Regions from separate parts of the Neogale vison genome. Here region 1 is linked to region 2. The links are chromatin contacts, called in public Hi-C maps. All regions are on one chromosome and are shown on one strand. The core of a region is the stretch at or near the end of the contact, and the rest is flanking DNA. Distances in the headings are between cores, read along the strand shown.

The links. Hi-C and Micro-C count contacts between places; a contact is called where the count stands out from the background.
Region 1: a Hi-C map of fibroblasts shows a contact between it and region 2, with 7 times the contacts expected there. The contact joins two enhancer-like sites. A contact is called at or near these places in 2 of 3 Hi-C or Micro-C datasets (fibroblasts and muscle).

What each region holds. Positions count from the first base shown.
Region 1 is chr1:139,457,105-139,459,804 of ASM_NN_V1, forward strand. No RefSeq gene overlaps it. Among named protein-coding and RNA genes, the nearest start is that of STMND1, 95 kb to the right of the region's middle. Within about 2 kb of position 1,442, the one cell type or tissue checked has open chromatin away from gene starts, as enhancers often do. A contact at or near this core is called in fibroblasts, where this site is marked.
Region 2 is chr1:139,289,448-139,292,147 of ASM_NN_V1, forward strand. No RefSeq gene overlaps it. Among named protein-coding and RNA genes, the nearest start is that of ATXN1, 86 kb to the left of the region's middle. Within about 2 kb of position 1,299, the one cell type or tissue checked has open chromatin away from gene starts, as enhancers often do. A contact at or near this core is called in fibroblasts, where this site is marked.

The sequences.
Region 1 (2,700 bases), core at 192-2,691, 170 kb after region 2:
AACCTTGTTGTGCATTTTGTATAAAATAGATAATAAAAAAAACAACTAGCTTATATTTACATATGTGCTTACTATGTGCCAGGCATTATTCTAAGCACTTTACATATATTAACTCATTTCATCTTCATAGTAATCCTAGTAATCCATAGTAATCTTCATTGTGAGGTAGGTACTATTATTAATCCCATTTCACAGATGAATAAACTGAGGCAGAGAGTTTAAATCATGGCTAGTAAATGTCAGAACTGTGATTCCCACTCAGGTGCTCTGGCTTGAGAGATGCTACACTGCCTCTACTAATTAGTGCATCATTTTGATAGGTGTATTGGTAATGGATGAAAGAGACATGCAAATTGGTCTATCCTTTAAAGTTTGTGAGTGGGTCTAGGGGCACCTGGGTGGCTCAGTCGGTTAAGCCTCTGACTCTTGATTTCCGCTCAGGTCTTGATCTTGGGGTCATGGGATCGAGCTCTGGAAGTCTGCTAAAGATTCTCTGCCTCTGCCCCTCCCCTTACACTCGCTCTAAAAATAAAGACATAAATCTTAAAAAAAAAAAAAGAGTTTGTCAGCGGGTCTGAATGCTACTTAGAATCTGCCAGTGGCTTGAAACAAGCTAGCCCTGCTTACAAACCTTGCCCTTAGGGCTTTGATTCCAAGGTCTTCACTATTCCAAGCCGAGCTACATGCTAGCTTTCTTCCCCGGGTCTGGGCTTCCATTTAAATCTCTGCAATGAACATATTCCCTTGCCAAGCCTTTACAACGGCTGTGACTCAGCTAATGTCAGCATCATGGTCTGAGATGCCAACATGACACCCTGCCGGGCACTTGGCTTACCTTAGGTACCTACACTTCTGCCCTCCCCTCCTCTGTGGCATCTGTCCTGTTTTCAGACCCACTGTGCTCCCTTTCTATTGTTGCTCTGGGCTCACTAAATTTTTCAAATAAAACCTGACTGCCACTACGTTAAGGCTGGCCATTTGATAAGGGCCGTGTCTTAAAAGGTTAATCTCTTATTCTAGAGACCAGCGGAAGCCAAATCAGAACAGAATCAGAGCATCCGTGCCCTGGTCAGAAACTTCGCAGGGATTGGAGGAGAAAAGGGTGGATGGAAACCTTTCCTGACACGTCGCCGGGCCACAGATCTGATGCAATAATCTGTAAACACACACACACACACACACACACACACACACACACATGCATCTTAGTCACAGCGTGCTTCTCCCTCCTGCCAGAATATTGAGTGGGGAAAAACATTCAGACCCTGAGCTGAGATGTTGCTAAGTGAAGGGGAGATTTCAGGTGAGAAGTAAATGTGTAGAGAGGATGCAGTGACCTTTCTTATTTGCAGTGTTTTCATTCCGCGGCTTGCACGGCGGGGACCCTGACATCAGAAGCTCTGATGGCCCGAGGCTGTGTTGGAGAGGAAATAAATGAGCCTGCCCTACTTCCAGAGGCTCTGGTAATGTGTGTGCTGCACGGAACCTGGGCAGGGCACGATGTGTGTAGACAGGCGACCTCTAGTGGGCCCGTGTGGGCGTTGCATCGCCTGCTCGGCCACGGAGAGAACCCTGAGTCAAAGCACGCAGGGTCTATTGAGAAGATCTGTTTGCCCAGCACCCACCTGGACATCAGGGAAGATTCAAAGGAATGACAGGCTGGCAAACTTAAGGCGCTTATCCCCTGGCCTGGGAAAATCAAAACAGCACCTTGTTTCTTCTATTGACTTGATGCCGTGGGAGCTTCCAATCACATGGGTCAGGTTAATCATCCAGGAAGCTGAGCCCGAAGGACAATTAGACATGAGATGAAAAGAGGAAGGGCGTTCCGGGACGGAAGAACAGCACGAACCAAGCAGGCAGGAAGAAAAGTCTTGATGACAAGGAGCAGAGTTTTCTAGCGAGAAAATCTGACACTGTGTGTGTGTGTGTGTGTGTGTGTCTGTGTTGGGATGACTGAAAACTAGCCAGGGGGCCGGAAGGCCAAGAACAGAAGATCCAGCCCTCCCGAGCTCTTCGTAAAAGACCCTCCTCAGGTCTCCACGGAGAGATGCTGGGCCTCTGAGGACATGATCAGGGATCGCAAACTCAAAGGCTCCCCCGGCCAGATCGTGCATGGAAATGCATGAGACAGGCGGGATGGAGGATTCTGGCATTTCAGAGATGTCAACTTTCGTTTTAAAATTTTGCAGTGGTATTTAGGCAGCCTGGAGTCATGAATGCAGCTGGAAGGAGGGGAGGCTGTGACAGAAAGGGGTGGGTTTGGACCTTCTTACCGCGGGCAGCCGTGACTCAACACCGGCCAGTTGTTACTGTGAGGAATGTGGACCCACTTGCCAAATATTCCAAGCCCGCGTGAGAAGCCCATTATCTACCATTTTACGTGAAATCTCTCAGTGTGGAAATGTTGGATTAACTTTATAAAACACGGTACAGATGAAACAAAACATTTGGCCTTTGGGTGATCACTTGGTGAGCTGGAGCGCCATTCATCAAGTTTATTCTGAAGATGTTTTAAGACGTGGAATGAAACAGACAAATTTTACTATAATTCTCATGATTTGGCGGAAGGCCAATGACTGCTTCAATTTTTTTTTTTTTTTTTTTTTGGTGGGAGAGAGAAGTGTTTTTTCTCTGACGAGGGCCTTGAAAGGAGCTTGCTAGGATGAGCCCTTTGCGCCTGTCTCTCTGCCCCTCATT
Region 2 (2,700 bases), core at 49-2,548:
TGCTATGGGAGTTCTTTGTTTTTCCAGCGTATGACATTAAAATACACCGTTTTGAGCTCTCTCACTTACTTTATTTTTCTTGAGTCAACATGGGCCAGGAGAAGCTAACCCAAATAAAGTGGTGGTGGCGGGGGGGGGGGGGGGGGGGGGAGGGTTTAAGAAAATTATTTTATGAGGAATTTATCAAATTTATCCCCAAAAAGGCAGGGTCAGGGAAAAAATGCATTGGCAAACTTCGCTTTTTGACCTACATAACTAGAGTTCACGGAGGAAGCTGGCTTTCAGAGAGGGCTGTCTGTTATCTGCAGAAAGAACCCTTTTCTGCCAGGCCCCTTGCAAGTTTCCCTGCTGGCAGAGTTGGGGAAGCTCTCTAGACTGACGCCTGAAGATGCCGATTTGCCCGGGTGTCTGCAGCATAGACCGGAAACAAAAGCTCCTGCCACAGATGCTTTCTGACAGAGCAGAATAATAGCACTCCGACTTAAGCTGTAAATTACAAACAATCCCTTTTTAAGTACAAAACGAACGCACAGAATGGAAGACCCTGTCAGCCCGAGTGCGAGTAAATCAAATAGAAGAAGACGAATGGTTCCCTCCTACCACTGCAGCCAGATTTTTATTCTAACTGTACTGTCACCAGAGAGCTTTTCTCTCTTTGTCAGAAAGGAGGAGAAAGCCACACGTTGGGAGGCTAATAAATATGTCAGGCGTCTGGTGCCCGCATCCCCTCCGAAAGCCAATCACCTTCCGGGATCTGGTTCCCAGCCCCTCCCCTCCCCCCTCCTCCCCCGTGGAAAAGTTGTAGCTGAAACACCAATAGTAAGAACATGTGACCCCATCACTCCCAGAGCTCGCTTTTTTTTTTTTTTCCCTGCAGTCAATTTCATAATTACATCGCTCCGCCTCTCCGCTCCGCACTTCCTTCCCCCTCACGGTCCTCTCTCTCCCCCACCCCAGCAATGAATCATCGCGCATTTAAAGAGACTTAGATGACCCAGGGTGAACTTTACTGGCATCCTGTACATTCTTCTGCCAAAAAAGGGGAGTCGCTCTATGACAGGATCCCGGCCAGATCCTGATGCCCGATGTCAGGGGCCACAAGCGAGGGTGCTTCTTCGGGGAGCTCAGTGGGGAGTTCATTTTCCTAGATCGTGGGGGTGATTCAGAACTGCCCATCTCAGTTCACCATCGGGTTTTTCAGAACCCGGTTCAGTCCTTGATGCAGAAAGGAATATATCAGAGAAAAAATGTTGGCAGATCTCCTTATGCAATCAGGGCAGAAGAATTTATACCACATTCAGCCCTTTGATTTCTCCAGATCTGGCTGAGGGTGGGGTTTCCAGATTTGTGCTTTGGCGAATGCGTCCAGCAATTAACTCCTCCCTCTATAGGCTCCTCGTGTTCTTTCAGGTTATCCGTGGGCTATTTGTGCATTGATTAAAACCAAAAACGTCCCCCTCCTCCCCGCCTTCATTTTATAACACTGTTTCTCAGTAATGCAGATTGGGTCGAGGAGATCAGCATTGCCTTTAAAGGCTTTTCACCCTGCTTGCAGAAGTAAAGAGTTTATCCCTGAAATAACACTGTGCTTTTGCATGTGCTTGTCTGTCTGTATGGGAAGCCCCCTCCCCTCAACAACCCCCCCCAGCACCTCTTCTTTGCATGGTGACTTATCCTCATACCCTGAGATCCTGCACAAACATCAACATTTCTGTGAAGTCTTTCCTGATGATCACAAAAGTCTGTGCTCTGCCCAACGTGTGAGTCAGAGAAGTGCTATTTTCTTATTCTTTTTATTTATACAATATTTTTTTAAAACTCTGACAGAAAAAAAAAAATCAGGGCCATCAGCACAGATGGAAAGAGTATCCTAAGTGAGAGCGTCTCTTATCAGAACACTTCCTGTACCTCTCCAGACCATCTTGACCTCTGCTTATCATTTCAGCATGCAACTGTTTTCCTTTAGTTCATGACTCCTCGTCGATGCCTCGTCCCACAGGTCATTTCTTCACGTGAGTTCCTGTTGCCCTCTGTGGCAGGGTGAATCCTTAGCCCCCCCAAAAAGATGGACTGAAGTCCTAAGCCCAGCAGCTCTTGAGTGTGGCTTTATTTGCAAACAGCGTCTTTGCAGATGTCATTCGTTGAAATGAGGTCTTCCTGGGTTAGGATGGTCCCTAATTCAATAGGACTGCTAACCTCTTAAGAAGAAGAGGAACACAGAGACCCAGAGTGGATGCAGAGAAGAAGGCCAAGCAAAGACAGAGGCCAGTATTACGCTGCCATAAGACAAGCAACCAGAAGCTAGAAGAGGCAAGGAAGGATGCTTCCCTAGAGCCCCAGGGGAAGCACGGCCCTGCTGACACCTTAAGTCTGATATCTAGCTTCCAGAACTGTGAGAGAACTTGTTTCAAGCCACCCAGTTTGTGGCCATTTGTTACTGTAGCTTGGGCAAACCAATACACCCTCTTAATGAGATCTGTGATTCCAGACCTGTTGTGTTCTTCCTTTTTTCTCTTTATTTACCTATACAGTCTGATCTCTTTCCTTTATAAATCTGCAAAGGTCATCAGTTCTGGATGTGTGGATGGTCTCTCATGACACCACCAATACACAAAAGGTCCGATGGAGTAGGAAAGTTGTCAAGAACCTTCCAGAACCATCCCCCATCATTCCAATGAAGGCTGGCTTTTGGCCCCAGGC